Linked DNA regions of Mus musculus: region 1 is linked to region 2. A link is a contact called in public HiCAR-type data. All regions are on one chromosome and are shown on one strand. Each heading gives the region's core, a stretch centred on a gene start, on an enhancer-like site or on the middle of the called end of the contact. The rest is flanking DNA. Distances are from core to core; before and after follow the strand shown.

Evidence for each region. HiCAR-type assays count read pairs that join an accessible place to other places.
Region 1: a HiCAR-type map of embryonic stem cells shows a contact between it and region 2, with 2.0 times the contacts expected there. The contact joins two enhancer-like sites. A contact is called at or near these places in 6 of 39 promoter capture datasets (the 3T3-L1 cell line, 3T3-L1-derived adipocytes, cranial neural crest and 2 more), 1 of 15 datasets of contacts at CTCF or cohesin (large pre-B cells), 13 of 484 Hi-C or Micro-C datasets (CD4 T cells, CD8 T cells, the G1E-ER4 cell line and 6 more), 5 of 115 datasets of contacts at active chromatin or transcription factors (acute myeloid leukemia, embryonic stem cells, extraembryonic endoderm stem cells and 1 more) and 1 of 9 other capture datasets (adipose tissue).

The regions. Positions count from the first base shown.
Region 1 is chr10:4,286,285-4,291,677 of GRCm38.p6, reverse strand. The region is part of intron 1 of Akap12 (A kinase (PRKA) anchor protein (gravin) 12); the gene reads right to left. All of the region lies in intron 4 of Gm40592 (a long non-coding RNA gene), which reads left to right. Among named protein-coding and RNA genes, the nearest start is that of Gm40592, 22 kb to the left of the region's middle. Within about 2 kb of position 2,222, at least 14 of the 459 cell types and tissues checked have an H3K27ac peak or open chromatin away from gene starts, as enhancers often do. A contact at or near this core is called in embryonic stem cells, where this site is marked.
Region 2 is chr10:4,140,099-4,145,220 of GRCm38.p6, reverse strand. All of the region lies in intron 26 of Mthfd1l (methylenetetrahydrofolate dehydrogenase (NADP+ dependent) 1-like), which reads right to left. Among named protein-coding and RNA genes, the nearest start is that of Gm25369, 27 kb to the left of the region's middle. Within about 2 kb of position 1,635, at least 11 of the 459 cell types and tissues checked have an H3K27ac peak or open chromatin away from gene starts, as enhancers often do. A contact at or near this core is called in embryonic stem cells, where this site is marked.

The sequences.
Region 1 (5,393 bases), core at 973-3,472, 150 kb before region 2:
AAGGTCTCAGGTTCCAATTAAGACTAGGCTATACTATTAAACTTTATCTCACTAAACAACAAGCCAGGAGGATGTTAATTTTATCATAAAGGATGAATGTAGAGGGCTGGAGAGATGGCTCAGCAGTTAAGAGCACTGACTGCTCTTCCAAAGGTCCAGAGTTCAAATCCCAGCAACCACCTGGTGGCTCACAACCATCTGTAATGATATCTGATGTCCTCTTCTGGTGTGTCTGAAGAGAGCTACAGTGTCTTCACTGTATATATAAATAAATAAACCTTTAAAAAAGACACAAACCAAAACCAAACAACACAAACAAAAAACCACAAACCAAAAAACAAACAAACAACAACAACAACAACAAAAAAAAAAAAAAAAAAAAAAAAGAACCCCAGAAGGATGTAAAGTCCCATTAAAAATATATCATGCCAGGACAAAAAAAAAAAAAAAAAAAAAAAAAAAAAAGGTTAACAGTTGTGGGGCTGGTGAGATGGCTCAGTGGGTTGGGTAAGAGCACCCGACTGCTCTTCCGAAGGTCTGAAGTTCAAATCCCAGCAACCACATGGTGGCTCACAACCATCTGTAACAAGATCTGAGCCCTCTTCTGGAGTGTCTGAAGACAGCTACAGTGTACTTACATATAATAAATAAATCTTTGAAAAAAAAAAAAAAGAGGCAGTTGTGTGTGTGTTTTACACACACACACACACACACACAGAGTCAATTTTCTGACAAAAAGCTCATCTACTCCAGGTGGGCTTCAGGCTCCTCACCTCCCCCTTTCATCTGCTAAGTTCTGGGATTCTGGTCAGTGCCATGCAGACTTTATGTGAGATGAGAAACACGTGTATTGCTTACTAAACAGTCCAGCCTGAGCCTCATTTGTAAATGACAACCATTTCTTTCAGTTCCATCCATCAAGGGCTCCATCCCCCTCTGTTGTTTCTGGAGACCAGTAGTAATGGACCTATCTTAATTTGTGCGTGCGTGTTTGTGTGTGCGTGTGCCTGTGCGTGTGCGTGTGTGTGTGTGTGTGTGTGTGTGTGTGTGTGTGTGTGTGTATGTGCTTAGTGCATGAGTCAAGGTGGCAAGGTCAAAGAACAATTAGCAAACACTGGTCCTCTCCTCCCACCCTGTGGGGTTGGGGAACTGAACTCAGGTCAGTGTCAAGTTTGGTGACAGATACCTTTTCTAGCTGAGTTGTCTCACAGGGCCCCAAATACCTTTTTAAAGTGATGCTGCAGTCACTGAGAGATGCATCCAAAACTAGGGGAGCTGCACCCCTCCAGAGCTAGAGTAAATGCCTCCCTTCCACTGGGTGGGGCTGGCTGACTCTGCAGGGGGTTTAATGAGCCGCGCTTTCCTGTTCCACTAAAGCCCTAAGCACAACTGTAAGCGGGCACTCAGATATTAGCAACAATGACTTAATTCCTTACAAGTATGAGGGGAATTCTTAGAGAGAGAATTGCAAAATCTTAACTTATTCCTGGATCCAACAAGTCATAGCAACAATGATACTTCACAGCAGCACTGTGAGCGACAGAATCCCCTCGGAGGCTGTGAAGGAGACGCCACAGGTACTGTGCTAGCTGTGCACATAAAGACCTGGAGTGGGTTTGACTTAGTTCTGTTTGTATTTTAATGTTAATTTGCCCCCCCCCCAAACTGTTTGCAGGAGAGAGTCCACCCTTGAAACACTGAGGGACCAGCCCCCAGCTAATTCTGAATGGTAAATAAAGATGCCAGCAGCTCATAGCTGGGAGAAGAGACATAGGCGGGGTTTAGGTTTCCTGGACGGAGGAAAGAAGCAGAAGGGGGAGACACTCTTAGAAGAGTATGCAGGTGTAACCTCCCCCAGCCTGAAGCAGGCTAAGCCAGACCTTGACCTTGATGCCACAAAGATTACCTAGGGAGGAGCCTTCCTCCCTAGATCACTCTATTGTTCAGCCACTGCCTCTGTTCCCCTTCAAGACACTCCTACCTGCTGGGAGGCCACTATTCCGGAGACTACACCCTATCATGCACATAGTTACCTGCAGCTGGTTCCAGGCCCCAAGAATGAATTGGTGGGAATGGGCCTCCCCCACTTTATAAGGGCATTTGCCATTAAACATTTGAGCTTTGATCAGGAATCTTGACTTAGCTCCATTTTTCTCTCGACCGCCTAGTTCCCCTCCCTTTTCAGCCCCTGCTTGCCTCCCAGGTGTTTCTTGTGAGCCACAGGAAGGCTTCCAACAGGCAGGAGAGAGATGGAAGTCACCATGGAGTAGAGAAGCAAGGAGAGCTCCCTGGGCTCTGGGCCAAGAGAACGTGGCCCAGAGGGCTGACTAATTGGAATTAAGAGCAGCCAGGATGAAACCTAGAAATTAGTAAGTAGTCACTTGGAGTTATTGATGGGAAAGTGGTCTCTTAACAGCATGGAGGGGAGGCAGTTGCCCAGCTATTGAGCTACTTAAGGCATATTAAAATATAAAGGCTGTGTGTGTCTTTCATTCGGTGGGTCGTAACCCCACGCCAGGATTTATTCATTTTTAACTACAAAGACTGGAGCACCACCGAAAAGCTGAGTGGTGAGTACCTGTAACTCCAACCCTGGGAGGGATGGAGGCTGGAAGATCCCAGCTGATTGCTAGCCAGTCAGTGTAAGCTGACCTGTGAGCTCCAGATTCGGGAAGAGACTCTCAAAACTAAAATGGAGCGGTCAACAACATGGCTCAGGAGGTAGGGGGGCTTGCGGTCAAGACTGACAACCTAAAGACCGACCCAAAATCCACATGGCAGAGAGAAGTAGCTCCCACAGGTTTTCTTCTGCCCTCCACATAAACACCGTGAAACACATACAATAAAAAGATAAAGGTAAAAAGCATTTGAAAAAAATCAAAACCCAATCAAGGACAAGAGAGATCAAGGACACCCAATATCAACAAACACACACATGCATGGATAACCACGCCCACGCAAGCACCACCCTCTGTCACACACAAAACCAATTCCTATAGTTTTTTGTATTACATCTAACTTTCATTCAATAAGTTTTGGTTTTGTTTGCCTTTTTTCCAGTCTAAGACAGGGTTTCTCTCTATAGCTCTGTATCACCAGTTTTGGTTTTCAAAGTTCAGTTTTTCAGCAGGTCTATTCCCGTGTTTTCCTTTTCCATGTGCATGGTGTGTATATGTGTATGTTTGCATACAGGCACATGCATGTAGAGGATAAAGGTTGATGTTTAAAATGATGCCCTGAGGCTAGACAGATGGCTCAGCGGTTAAGAGCACTGACTACTTTTCCAGAGATCATGAGTTCAAATCCCAGCAACCACATGGTGGCTCACAACCATCCATCATGAGACCTGACTCCCTCTTCTGGTGTGTCTGAAGACAACTACAGTGTACTTACATATAATAAATAAGTAAAACTTTAAAAGAAAAAAGAAAAAGAAAAGAGAGAGAGAGAGAAAGAAAGAAAGAAAGAGAGACAGAGAAAGGAAGGAAGGAAGGAAGGAAGGAAGGAAGGGAGAGAAAAGAGAGAGAGAAAGAAAGAAAGAAAAGATTCCCTGGAACTCAGGCTGGCCTCAAACTCAGATCTTAATGCTTCTGCCTCCTAAATGCTGGGATTAAAAGCTTTTGTTTCGGTTTGTTTTTTTTTTTTTTTTTTTTCCGAGACAGGGTTTCTCTTTATAGCCCTGGCTGTCCTGGAACTCACTCTGTAGACCAGGCTGGCCTCGAACTCAGAAATTCGCCTGCCTCTGCCTCCCGAGTGCTGGGATTAAAGGCGTGCGCCACCACGCCCGGCTTCGGTTTGTTTTTTGTTATCTATTTTTACTTGTATGTGCGTGAGTGCGCTGTACTGTAGCTATGTGCAGGCTTCTAGAGAAGGCAAAAGAGACATCAGAGCTCAGGAAGCTGGAATTACAGGCAGTTATGTATGAGCCATGGACATATGGGTGTTGAGAATGTAAGCCAGGTCCTCTGAAAGAGCAGCCAGTACTCTTAATCACTGAACCATCTTTCCAGCCCCATCACTCAAAAAAAAAAAAGATTTGTTAAAAAAAATAACATTTAAGCCAGGCGTGGTGGCGCACGCCTTTAATCCCAGCACTCGGGAGGCAGAGGCAGGCGGATTTCTGAGTTCGTGGCCAGCCTGGTCTACAAAGTGAGTTCCAGGACAGCCAGGGCTACACAGAGAAACCCTGTCTCAAAAAACCAAAAAAAAAAAAAAAAACAAAAAAACAAAAAACATTTATTGTTGTACATTGAAAATTATATTTCAAGTTCTCTATGCTGAACATTACCAAAATCATGCTTACATATAAAATTTCACTCTGGCCAATTTGTTAATCAAGAACTATTGGGATCAGGCAAATACTTAGTGGTGTCACCAAGTAATTTTTACTCACACTAATGTTTACTTAAAGCAGCAGACTCCCTTCACACACAAATGCTAAACAATTAAAAGCAGTCAAAATGAGCAGAAAATAACAAATAATTCTTCAGGAAAACAAGGAATTCTATTGATTTCATCTATATAAAGACATTTAAAAAAATTAAAACCACCCTCTCTGCACCCCTCAGTGGAGAGGAATATACACAACCTGCACTTATCCATCTTCAGCAAGAAATGATGTGGTGCAGGTGGTCCCAGGCCAAAGCAGATGAAAAGAAAATAACCCTGTAAGTCTTTCTTTCTGCCTTGCCAGCATGCCATAAATAAGATTTCTCAGATTTGCCAGGCATGGTGGCGCACGCCTTTAATCCCAGCACTTGGGAGGCAGAGGCAGGCGGATTTCTGAGTTCAAGGCCAGCCTGGTGTACAGAGTGAGTTCCAGGACAGCCAGGGCTACACAGAGAAACCCTGTCTCGAAAAACTAAAACAAACAAACAAAAAGATTTCTCAGATTTAATGTTCCCAAGTCAATATAATATGTAAAAAATATTCTGATTTAAAAAAAAAACTTATAATTTTAACTTCTGTGTGTGTGGGGGCAGGGTGTACATGCAAAGTTCTGAGGACGACTTGTAGAAGTGGAATTGCTTCTCTCTTTCCACTGGGTAGTAGGTCTCAGGGAGAGGAGGAAGGTTGGTTGTAAGGTTTGCTGAACCCTCTGGCCAACGCCCAAGTGTTTCAGCAGGTTAGTGATTTTCTTTTCCTTGTGTATATGTTTGCATATTCACACATGCACATACATGTCGAAGCTAGAGGTTGATGTTAGATAGTTTCCTCAGGTGCTCTCCATTACTTAATGAGGCCGCACCTCTTCAAAGAACCTGGATACAAGTTATAAAAGAGTTCTTGATGGTGGTGGTACATGCCTTTAATTCTAGCACTTGGGAGGCAAAGACAGATCTTTGAGTCCAGCCTGGTCTACAGGGCATGTTCCAGGACGGCTAAGGCTATAT
Region 2 (5,122 bases), core at 386-2,885:
GAGACGGGGTTTCTCTGTGTAGCCCTGGCTGTCCTGAAACTCACTTTGTAGACAAGGCTGGCCTCGAACTCAGAAATCTGCCTGCTTCTGCCTCTGTGAATAAAGGCGTTTGCCACCACGACCCGCTCAAGAACCTGATTTTAACTACGACTAATCTCTCAAATTTTTCTGGACCACAAGGAACCACACTTTCTATCAACAATGTTTAGAAACATATGTGAGGGCAGGTGGGATGGCTCAGTGGTAAGGGCGCTTGCTGCTAAGTCTGAGGACCTGGGTGACTCATGGCTTTCTATAACTCCAGTTCCAGGGGATCTAATGCCTGCTTCCGGTCTCCATGGATATAGGTAGGTACATGGTACACAGTCATACATGCAGAGATGACATATACATAATAAAAATACTCAAAGAACTCGCCAGCCCCACCCTGCGCCACCTAACAATTGCCCAAGGCACGGAAAACCCCTTAGCAGATGAACCTAGAGGCTTCAGGCTTCACCAGAGACTGCACTCTGCTCTATGCACAAACATGAGGGAGAAACCACATGAGTTATCTCCTGGGTGCTGGGATTACATGGGCACCCCCACGTGTAGCCTCCTGTTTCACACGCCCAATTCTGGAATTTGATTTTTGGGGAGATTGTAAGTTTAAATTAGTAACTCGGGGGTGGGATGCTTTCTAAATAAGGGAAGTAGAGTGACAGGAACAATTGCCATAGGCCCGTTCTGTATATAAGTCCAATGGGCTCACTCCTTGGCAAATATGATCTATTAGGGGAAAAAAATAAGCTGCTGAGAAACAGGAGGGCAACCGTGCTCAGAGACAGACCAGGGAAGGAAGTTCTACTTTATAGTTTTAGTCTTGATTCCTTTTCAAATTTAATGGCTGTTTAAGAATGGGAGGCAGAGGCAGGCAGATTTCTGAGTTCAAGGCCAGCCTGGTCTACAGAGTGAGTTCCAGGATAGCCAGAGAAACCCTGTCTCAAAAACCCAAAAAGAAAAAAAAAAAAAAGAAAGAAAAACTAATTTTTTGCCGGGCGTGGTGGTGCACGCCTTTAATCCCAGCACTCAGGAGGTAGAGGCAGGCGGATTTCTGAGTTCGAGGCCAGCTTGGTCTACAAAGTGAGTTCCAGGACAGCCAGGCTATACAGAGAAACCCTGTCTTGAAAAAAAAAACCAAAAACCAAAAACCAAAAACCAAAAACCAAAAACCAAAAAAAAAAAAAAAAAAGAATGGTGTTAGTGGGCTAGAGAGATGGCTCAGTGGTAACATGGTTAAGAGCACTGACTGCTCTTCCAGAGGTCCTGAGTTCAATTCCCAGCAACCACATGGTGGCTCACAACCATCTGTAATGGGATCTGATGCCATCTTCTGGTGTGTCTGATGTCTGGTGTGTACTCATATAAAAGTAAATAAATCTTTGAAAAAAAAAAAAAAAAAAAAAAAGAATGGTGTTAGCAGCCAGGCATGGTGGTGCACACCTTTAATCCCAGCACTCCGGAGGCAGGTGGATTTCTGTGTGTCTGAGGCCAGCCCAGTCTACATAGCAAGTTCTAGGACAGTCAGGACTACAGAGACCCTGTCTCAAAAATACCACCCTCCCTTCCCCCAACAAGAGAATGGTGTTAGCTTACAATAGGGCTAGAACTTTTACAAAGGTCATCTTTAGAAACATGTCCCAGCAGGGAGCAGAGACTGCCTTAGAAGTAGAAAACATTTCTAAAGGGCTTAAGGATTTAGCTCTGTGGTAGAGGCCCTGGGTTTGGTCCTCAGATCTGGAAAAAAAAAATATTTCTAAAATGGTATAGAGTAACTACCCAGACCTTCCCTGTTACTATTTTAGATCAAGTATGGATTATTGATACCATCTAGAATTCTGTAAACAGTTTTCATTTACACAACCTACACACTGAGTTAAACTTTTCCGGGCTGGGGATGTGGCTCAGTGGCAGAGTGCTTCCCTGGCTAGCATCCTTGAGGCCCTGGGTTTGACTGCCCCTCCCCGAATCACCCCTACACACAACCTTTTTGGGAAGCTGAAGGAGTTATAATTATTAGGGCTGCAATGCTGCTTTGCCAACTGCCTCGAGAGCGTTAGCAAAACCTAAGCACGAAAGTTCTGAAGCGAGGCCACTCACACTAACGAGCTAACTGCTCCTTCGTTGCTCATGTGCTGGATCTGATCACTCCCCCAAGAGATACACAGAGATTTCCGGTATACAACGGTAAGCCATTTACATGTGGCTCTTCCCATGGACCCCTGGGTCGCTACAGAGACCCCTTTGGCCTTTCCCTATGCCACCATGGGCACCACTCCTGAACTTCTCAGAGCCCTGAGGTAGGCAGAGGCTGACAGGCTTTCCTCCATCCGTCTCTAGATGCAGACATAGATGCCATGATGCTCACTACGGTTGTATCATGTTGCTGGTAACAGCCAGGAGGATCTAGTACCTTGACTAGACTGCCCATTCACCTAGAACCAAGGTACTAAGTGAATAGATTGTCTGAGGGGTGGGCAACAATGGGAACCAGATCAGGACTTCTGCGTCACATGGCCCTTGAGCAGTTAGCTCACTGAGCCTTCAATAGTCATAAGTACACTGTCACAGTGTACATTATGGACATAATTTTGAAGTTAAGATGAACTAAGGTAAGAGCAGGGCCCAGTTAGGCATTCAGGACACAGTACTTTGTTATTTTATTACTTGTGTTGAAATAAGAAATGAGCAGCCAGAGAGACAGCCCAGCAGGTAGAAAAGTACCTGCTTTGTTGTGCAGGCCTGATGACTTACGTTTTATCCCTGGGCCAGGTGAAGGTAAGGGAGAAATGACTCTTTCAGGTTGACCTCTTACCTCCACATCATGTCATAACACGTGTGGTCCTTATCATCTGTCTCCTCCCTCTCTCTCACACACATGCACATACACACACACATGACAATAAGACTGCTACTTTTATCAGAGACAGAAATAAGAAAAGCAGAAGGAAATCTGGTCCATGACTGCATTTCTTTTACAGGGACCAATAGGGCTTATTGATTTTGAGACATTCCTGGAAATTTTTCTTGCGTTACCAGCTATCTAAAGGTCACCCTCAGCAGAAGATATAGCTCCAAACTCCTTAATTTTTATAGTTTCCAGTTACCACAGTCAAATCTTACAATAAACTCAAGAGCCAAGATACAAAATATCTAAGGCAATGGGGATCAAGGCAGCCCCGCAGAAACGGAATTATAAACCAGACGAAGCGGGATCCTAAACTGAGTTGCCTGCTGTCTGCACACCCAGCAGGGCTGCACCTCTCCCCCTTCGTGGGTCTTTCCTGTCATTTGGCACCGAACTCAGTCACCAGCCATTTGATCTGCAGATGGCATGCCCTGAGACTCTCCGCCAGCTCTAGGGACACAAACTGACTTAATAACTGGTTTCTGAGGAGTGCCTCAGAACAGAGATAACAAAGTAACAGAGATAGATCTTTTTGGTAACCAAATCACCAACCATCCTGTTTGGGGAGGGGAGAGCAGGAGCAGGAAGGAAGGAAGGAAGGAAGGAAGGAAGGAAGGAAGGAAGGAAGGAAGGAAGGAAGGAAGGAAGAAAGGAAGGAAGGGTGAGGACATTGTTTCTGCTGGGAAGTTTACTATTTTCCCCCCTGCTGCGCTGAACTTAGAGCCTTACACATGCCAGGCAAGCACTGTACCAGGGAGCCACAGCTCCTGAGCAGTTTAAGTTCTCTCTCTTCCCCCCCCCCCCCCACCCCTTGTCTTTCTCCTCTGTCCTCTAGACTGATGCAAAGCTCCTCTGTGGAGATTTTAAAAGCTGCTAAATCTTAACAGATTTTACAGGATAGAGAGAGGGTCCATAGTATTGAATCATCCTTGATGCTCTGCATGCTCATGGAGTTGAGGGTGTGTGTGTGTGTGTGTGTGTGTGTGTGTGTGTAGGCCTGGTGGAGATGAAGAGAAAGAAAGAAAGCTGGGAGTACCCAGAGCATGTCTACCAACTGGAAGCTTGGCTAGCCAACACATGCTGGATCAGGACCATCTATGGCCCCTCTTAACTATGTCAAAGATGAAGGAGGTCTACATTACCTTGCAGCCTTTTTTTTTTTTTTTCTGAGACAGGGTGTCTCTGTATAGCCCTGGTTGTCCTGGAACTCACTCTGTAGACCAGGCTGGCCTCGAACTCAGAAATCTGCCTGCCTCTGCCTTCTGAGTGTTGAGATTAAAGGCGTGCGCCACCACACCTGGCTTGCAGCCTTCTTTTTAAGATACCAGTCTGGGTCCAGGATTGAGTTACTTGCTCTATACTTGTTTTTAAAATAGATATAGGATCTTACTATCTAGCCCAGGCTAGCTTTGAACTCCAATCCTTGGCCTTGGCCTCCTCAGGATGGGATGACAGCAGTCTTTCTATCATCTCCAGTCCTTGTACATCATATGGGGAAATGTCAACACGTTTTTCCCCACCCTACATTAACTTTCTTCAGATTCTTGGCTGAAAAATACAATGATTTGCTTGCATAAAGCTAGGCCCAATGGCTTACTCTCTGTTCCTGATGCCTGCCGATCCAGATGTAGAACTCTCAGCTCCTTCTCTAGCAACATGTCTGCTTGCATGGTGCCATGATTCCCACCATGACGATAATGGATTAAACCCCTAAAAGTGTAAGCCAGCCCGAATTCAATGTTGTCCTTCAAAAGGGTTGCTGTAGTCATGGTGTCTCTTCACAACAATGAAACCCTAAGATATCTTCCTCTTCCTCTATTTACTCTGCTTTGCCGATTCAGGTTTTATCTTCTGCTTTCTAACATAGAAGAGGAGGATCAAGCACTCCACATGCCCCATGACTGGTCTCTTGTGTCTTTAACTTCAGAACTATCTTAGGTCAGAATTGATTAGGATACGCAAATATGTACAGCAAAGCCATCTTGCATATCAGTCATGTCCCCTTGTACCTCTTCTGTCTCTGAGTTAATGCTTTCTGGTGCTTCCTATACATCTGCCTTCTATATATCAACATGTTCTCTGGGAGGCCAAAGGTCATCACCCCTCCCCATCCCCCCACTCCTGCCCCAACACTGTTTTGTGTGCATACTATGTGCATGCAGAGGCCAGATGTCT